Linked DNA regions of Columba livia: region 1 is linked to region 2. Evidence: chromatin contacts called from public Hi-C data. All regions are on one chromosome and are shown on one strand. Each heading gives the region's core, a stretch centred on a gene start, on an enhancer-like site or on the middle of the called end of the contact. The rest is flanking DNA. Distances are from core to core; before and after follow the strand shown. Region 1 has its middle 51 kb from the start of COPRS. Region 2 has its middle 9.4 kb from the start of TRNAT-CGU.

Region 1 (3,709 bases), core at 719-3,218, 100 kb before region 2:
GGTCTAAGAATCGAATGCTCAGGAAAAAGTCTGAGCCATTCCATAAATACATCTTGGCGACCTTTACCTTCCTTCAGGCTGGTTCCTATAACAGGAAGAAAAATCTCTGCAGGCCTTAAATCTGATTAAATTATTCCACTGCTTCTGTGTGCGTAAGTGGTTGAAGTGACAGAATCTGGTCAGTCTGTAAAAGCTGGTTCAGTTGTTGATGAAAGGCCAATCTTCATAAAATTACTAAGAACTTTTTCCTTTGGGATGATAAATGGTCAAGTCCTTGAAAAAATATCCCATACTTTAAAAAATGCCCTCTGAGCATCAGAGCAAATCCAGGCAAGGGCACAGATCTGTGTGTGCTGCAGGTCTGCTGGGGCAGCAAAAAGGAGACGAGCACATTGACGGATGGGAAGGGGATTTAAATGTGGCATAGTAAGTCCATTTATTTTCTTGTCACCCCAGACATATTAAGCACTGGCACCTATAGCTGACAGATAAACAAACTGTGCTCTCTTTTAGAAAATATACGAACAGGGTTGCTCATTGTCAGTCTGGTGGGCAAAAAAAATAATAAACACAGATGTGTATTGGAGAGGGCTGGAAATGCTCTGGGTTCTCCCAGCTGAGATGCAGGCTCTGCCAGGGGCCGGGGGCGGCCCGCGGGTGCTGCGAGCAGCGGGGCTGCCGGCCTCCTGCATGAAGACTTGAGATCGTTGGCAGGAGGGCCTGGCGTGCTCCTCACTTCATTCTGGGGCTCCTCTGTCCCCTAAACGGTACCAATTTCTTTTCCTCCCGACTCTGATCCTTCCTGGGCTGTGGTAGCAGAGAGGATGTTGATGACATGAGCTGCCAGCCCTGTTTTTCTACCTGTTATACTGGTATATAACTTGGAATCTGCGCAGGGAGCTGGTCTGCGAGCTTTGCTGCTTTGAGACTGCTTGGCTGGTAAAGAAAAATATTGGATGTAAATTTACATTTTGTAATGAAAAGAAAAACGGAATGCACACAATAACTTCTCGATAGTTCTCATCAGGAAACTTCCGCCCATATGTTGCGATCCCAAAGAAAATTCCCCCCACACTGGTGATTTTTGGTTTATGTCAATGTTCAGAAGCTCCAAACAGGTTCACTCTCCTCATGTGCCAGATGCTGTATAAACAATATGAAGGAAAGGTTCAGCCCAAGCAAGTTTACAATCTAAACAGAAAACAAACTGGGATTAAGCAAAACTTGGGAGAAGTTAAGGATTCCCATTTATGAGTGATTTTTTATTTGGTGGTGTCTGAAGCCCCACATCTAGTTATAATTACGGTAATGATTAATTTCATTATTGTTTATCCTACAAAAGTTATGGGATCTGTTCTCAGGATCTTATGATAAGTGCTGCATTAATTAGTGTTATTTGGAAAGTCCCAGCACCTAGAGTTAGGATGTTGCTTAAGACTCAACTCTCATATAAAAAACCCCAGCAAGTTTCTTGTTTTTGTGGTTTTCAAAGGAGCCTGAAAACATGACTGAGATGTTGAAAAAAACCTCCCAATTTGTGATTTTTAAGAAGCCCGACTCATGACTTTTAAAATGTCTAGTGTTAGAAATATTGGTAAAATACTCATGAGATAAATCCAGCCTAACATGAGGCTCATGAATCCGTGTTGCATAATAGGATTTTCATTGTTCTGCCCTAGAGTTTATTTTGCACAGAGTCACGCAGAAACGCGAGCCTCCCATTTCTAACCTGGACAAAAGTGAAGTGCCAGCAAACAAGGCAGTATTTCATTTCGGCTGCTTTGCTTTCTCGAAGCTTTGCTGCCTTGGCTCTCGGAGGTGCGTGTGTTGAGATTTGGAACGCGCTGAGTGCCAAGGCCGAGATCTGGGGAGCTCCTGAGCGTGGAGAGCGGCTGCGGGAGGGTCAGACCGTGCTGGTCCCGCTGCTCCGCTCGGCCCGTCCAGCGCTCGAGCGCGTCCGTCCCTGCGGGGGCTCTGACCCCCCTGGATGTGAAGCTGGCGGCCGGCTTGCTGCAAGGTGTTGAGGGGAAAACAGATTAGTCTGAGACACAGCGAGTCTCAGAGCTGTCACGGTGCTTTAAAAAATAAAGCCTGAGGTAAACAAAGCAACACGCCTGTTTCCATGCAGTCTGTGGGATTGCTGCCGCCAGCCCTTCCGACAGGCTCAGGAATTCCACCTATTTCCTACCCCAGCTCCCAGCGTTGCTGGAGACTCCCCCTGTGCCAGGCGCATGGCGAGCAGCACATCCCGCCAGGGAAACTGAGGCACAGGGGGAGAAAGGGCTTGTCCTGGCTGAGCAGAGCTGGCGACCGGGGCACAACATCATTCCTTGGTTTGTGCACTATATTAATACCATATGTTTGGTATTTCAAATCTTTATATTTCAAATTCGTTAAACACCCGATCGTTTAGTACTTTTCCTGAGATAACTGGATTTTTTAATTGTTATTATTTGTTGTTGCTGCTGCTGCAGCGGCAGTGCCATAGGCAGGACTGGAAACAGCCGCAGCTGCAAAAGACTGAGAAAGTTTAGCAAATATATGACAAAGGAAAATGTTAAAGCTACAGGGGAGCGCAGGTGTGATCACATCACTGCTCACTTAGAGACTTCCAAGGGCGATCATTTCCAACAGAAATCTTTTTCACTTTATTTTTGGAAAGAATAAGTAACCGGCAGCCGTGATGCGGAGCAGCCGGGTGACTGGCAGCAGCACCCTCGGAGTTATTGCAAGGAAATGAGGATTTTCTGCCCCCTACTCTGATTTTGCAATTCTTTTATTAATTGGATTTGACTCAAGTCAGATGCAATCGAAGCTGCCCTGCCACTCATCTCCCCTTTAAGCTCTCCAAACAAGGCATACATGACACGGATCTCATTTTTTTGCCCGCTTCTTGCTAAAAGGATGGATTTCAGCCCATGTGGCACACTGTGGTTAATAAAACACACCCCCAGACCCAGGCTGCCCTCCAAGGTTTCTGGTTTTGTCCCCTGTGCTCAGGCCGTACCTGTTGGGTGCCAGCTCCAAAGAACTGTAAAAGAATTGCATCCTCCTTAATCCCTGGCTCCGATTTCCACTGTGAGTTAGCTGTGAAAATACCGGTAAACTTTATTGGCAGTAAAAAAATGATGTATATGATTTGAAAACCAAAAAAGGCAAGAAAAAAAAAGTTATGGGACTATTAAAAGGTCCACAAGGAATCCTCATTTCATGTTTGCTTTGGGGGTTTGAGCTGCTCCGATGTGAATGCTGTCTTACCGAACGCCTTGCGCCACTTTTTATAGAAGATGAAGCAATTGCTTCTGGAAGAGTTTTTCCTAAAGTCTCTTAAAATACTGTCATTGGGGTGACAGCAGCAACTGAGTAATCATTTGTGCCTTAAAATGGTCATATAAATTTGGTGCTCGTATTAAAACAATAGGACTTTCTTAGGGGATTTAGATGCTTTATTATTGCTTGCAAGTGCTCCATAGTTAGCTAAGGTTGTGTTTAAAGATGAATTTTACGTCTTTAAGATCACCACTATAAATCAGATCGGCTTGAGAATTTGATATCAATTGGTAAAGTTTTTAAAGGGTAGAGGATCCATTTCCCATCCGAACCTCTTCCCCCTTCGTTCCTTCCCCTCTTCTTTCCTGTGCAGTTTTTAGAATTTTGAAAGCATAACACACAAAAAAAGACATTTTTCATTGTTAAATATTTTCATTGA
Region 2 (3,732 bases), core at 1,133-3,632:
CTCAAAATTACTTTAAGAACTTAAAATGTAATGTAACAGAATAGCGCAGAAGTTATAAATACAATGCTATATAAGCAAACAGTAATATACCCACACTGAGCTGTATGTCTACCGTGCCCAAAGAAGGGGCACAAACCAGCGTGTCTACAAGCACGGTGTGCGAACCCAACTCAAAGACAAATAATAAGGAACATCGGGAGGGTGGGGGGTGAAAGCACTTAGGGTGAATAAGAAGAGAATTACCGGGAGCCTTGCCACTTGGTATGGATGTGACTAGATTTATTTAAAAAAAAAAAAAAAAAAAAAAAAGGAAAGAAAAAAGAAAACAGATGTGTTTTCTGAAAGTGAAAGCGGTAAGAAGGATGCGCATGGCCTTGCAGGAGCGAAACCCGGGCGCTTTCCCTGCTAATGCAGAGCCCGGCACAGCGTCTTGCCGGCCGGGCAGCCGCGGGGAGGGCCGCCAGCACCGGGGAGACGCGCACGTTTAAGGCACTTTCAGAGGTGGAAGAGAACAAAATGCACTTACGGTTCGCGGAGAACCAGCTCCGTCCTCTCCCTACGGCCCGCCCGGGACACCCGGCAGCCCCAGCGCCCGCAGCGCGGTGGTCCCAGGCACGGCGGCGAGGGCGCCCGAGCAGCCCCCACCGAGCCGGGCCCCGCACCCCGGCGGGAGCGGCCCCGGGCGGCGGCGCCTCCGCGCTCCGTCTTCGCCCGCTGCGAGCCCGGCAGGTCCTGGGAGCCGAGAACTGGGACTTTGTAGGCCAGTTGAAGACACAAACCTCTCATCTCGCCCGCAAAGACCCAGCCCTCAACTCGCCCATCAGGCGCAGGTTGCAATTTCTTATTTCTAATTCTTTTAACTGAACTCCTCTCTCCGGCCGGTGCCACCGCAGAGCCCCAGCCCCCACCCCGGGGCCACCGGGGACCCGGCCGGAGTGCGACCATGCCCCCGGCAGCACCCACCGCTCCCGGCCGGGGCAGGCAGCGATCCGCGCCGCCCCCTCCCCGAACTTGCGAGCTGGGCCGGGCCGGGGCAGGAGGGGACGCGGCCGGTCCCGGAGCGCAGACACCCCGGAGCCAACACCGAACCTCGGGCCGGGCCCCGCAGAGCATCGCGACTCGGCACCGCCGATTCCGATCCTGCGGGAACTTCGTACGCGGGGAAAAGGGAAAAAAAAAAAAAGAGACAACACCCTGTACAGCTCAAACGGCCAAAAAAGCCCGAGAGCCTCAGTTACCTGCTCTGAGGAGGAAGCAGGGGAAAGGGGCTCGGGGGGGAACCCTGCGGCCGCCTCCCCTCCCCAGGCCCGCAGGTCCTCGGGATTACGCACAGGAAGGACTCGGGCTGAACTACAACCAAGTAGGGAGAAGCCCCTCTCCTGCCTCCCGCTGCCCAGTTCCTCGCAGATGGGTATTTAAAGGGGTATTGATCACGTTGAGATTTTTTCCACCCTTCCTCTGTGCCCTTCCAAAAGGCAAAATTGAAGAAGAAAAAAAAAAAAAAAATCGTTGCCACAAGGGACGTTGCAACATTTCGCTCGGCTTTTCAAACGCTGCGTCCCGACCCAACAAAAAGCAGAGAAGTAGGAGAAAGAAGAGGGAAAAAGAAAAAACACCAGAATGCCCAAAAGCAGCAATTAGAAACAAAAAAAAAGGCCAAAAACCAACACCCAAAAATCACCAAACCAGACACAGACGAGCCGCTCCGTGCAACATTAAGGCGCAATCCCGATGCGGCGGAGTTTCTGTCCTGCGGCAGACACACGTCCCTCGAAAGTTTGCTCCACGTGTTGCGGCTGCGTCCCGGGAGGGTCGGCGCGGCCCGGCACACCGGGGCGGTGCGGGCCCGCTCCGCCGCTCCCGCGCCGTTTAAGGAAGCGGCCAGTCCCCACCCCTGCGCCGGGCAGCTGCAGCTCAGCTCGGCAGAGCTGGAGGCTCTCCCAGGCCGCCCTCCCCACCCCCTGCCCTCCCCGACGCTCCGCTGGCCCATCCGGCCCCGCACAAGGCAGGAAATGGGCGCCGGTGCCCGCCGCCGTCCCGCCGCGCAGCCGGTCGCCTCCCGCCCTTCCCCGCGCTCCTCCCGCCGGCGCCTCCGCCGGGGCAGCCCCGCCGCGCCGACCTGCGCGCCCCGCGGCACACCGGCGGCGGAGGGCGCCCTCTGGCGGCCACTCTGCGCCGGCCGCGGCTGGCGCCGGGCGGGGACCGCGGCGGGACCGGGGGCTGCGCGGCAGAGCGGGACCGGGACCGGAACCGGGGCGAGGGGGTGTTGTGCGGCGGAGCGGGGTCTGGCCGGCCGCGCAGGCCAGCCACGCCGAGGAGCCGCCGGAGCCTCCCTTCCTCTGCGGCGCTACAGCCGCTGGAAGACTCGCGGCCGCGCTACAAGCCCTGGGGATCCCCGCGGAGATCGCTGCCCCGAGCGCAGCAGCCCCTCCGCACCCCGCGAGTACCGGGTCTGCGCGCAGCCAGCATCTCCCCGAACTGTCCCCGATACGTGTCCGCGTATGGCCAGCGTTCTCCTGCATGCCCAGAAGCAGTCATGCAGACAGCTTGCCTCTGTCATAGGGTTGTCAGGGGACACACTCTGCCCTCCCGTGTGTCCGGGGCCTTTTCATTTACATATCCAGTAAGGCTAAGTGATCAGAATCTCTGCACAAAGTAAAGCTATACAATGTATACATTCTATAGAGGTTTTGCAAAGACCTACTCATTTACACACACATTCAGTTAAAAAAGCGTTTTAAAAAAATCTCACAGGTCCCTCAGTACTGTGGGGTCAAGACAAAAGGGGCAGCTGAAATGCCATAAAAAAGAGAATTTACTTCTTCCTGCTTTTCAGTCTTACATTATTCCTCTGCACCTCCACACCTGCCTCATATTTTCCAGCTTTCTGGACTTCTTGGAATGAAACTTTTATATGCTTTGGATACCAACCCAGCATGTGCGGGCCCTACCCACACGTTACAGGGGACTGGAGAGTTACCACACCTCCCTTTGAGCTTTGCTACAGATCCTCCAAACACCAAACTGTGGAAAACAGGACAAAACATGAACATACCACAGGCATTTTAAGTTACTTGCACGACCAAACCCCTGGACAGCTTACTTCCAGCATGACAGCAAAGTAGCAACCAATTTAGTAGCATTTTGAAGCCACCAGAAACATGGAGGATGGCTTGCAAGGTTTTGTCCTACAGAGGAGATCACTCACTGTTCCTGCGAGAAGACAGCAAGCAAGGTGATCTTCACTGAAGATCAAAGCAGGAACACAGCTCCGTCAAGTTGACCAGCAGGCCCACAAGAGGCACAAACCAGAATGAGCTCACATTGATGGGACAGGATTGTCAACACACCGGCAACACATCTTCTGTACCTGGCAGGAAAGCCTCAAAGGCAGCATCCAGAGACTCCTCTTTTAAATATTTGAATTCATCAGGACACGAATGCACATCCCTGCTGTCGTCTTTGGATTTCTTTTTCCTCTATACTGAAGCAACCATGTGTACGCAGGTTGAACTAGAAGCTTTTCTGTGCTCAGAGCTTTATGGCATCAGCATCATTATGGATGTGGCAAGTGATTCTACCTTGCTTGCATGGATAGAACAGGACAGAGACAACCTGATCTGTCATGTAACTGCTCCTCTTGATCAACACTGCGAAGCCATCCTCTACACAGAAGAGTGTGTTCCTTGGCTGGAAGCCTGATGAATATTTAGAGCCAAGGAACATGTTGTT

The links. Hi-C and Micro-C count contacts between places; a contact is called where the count stands out from the background.
Region 1: a Hi-C map of liver shows a contact between it and region 2, with 2.9 times the contacts expected there. The contact joins two enhancer-like sites. A contact is called at or near these places in 2 of 2 Hi-C or Micro-C datasets (crop and liver).

What each region holds. Positions count from the first base shown.
Region 1 is chr18:10,152,355-10,156,063 of bColLiv1.pat.W.v2, reverse strand. No RefSeq gene overlaps it. Among named protein-coding and RNA genes, the nearest start is that of COPRS, 51 kb to the left of the region's middle. Within about 2 kb of position 1,968, at least 1 of the 3 cell types and tissues checked has an H3K27ac peak away from gene starts, as active enhancers do.
Region 2 is chr18:10,050,566-10,054,297 of bColLiv1.pat.W.v2, reverse strand. No RefSeq gene overlaps it. Among named protein-coding and RNA genes, the nearest start is that of TRNAT-CGU, 9.4 kb to the right of the region's middle. Within about 2 kb of position 2,382, at least 1 of the 3 cell types and tissues checked has an H3K27ac peak away from gene starts, as active enhancers do.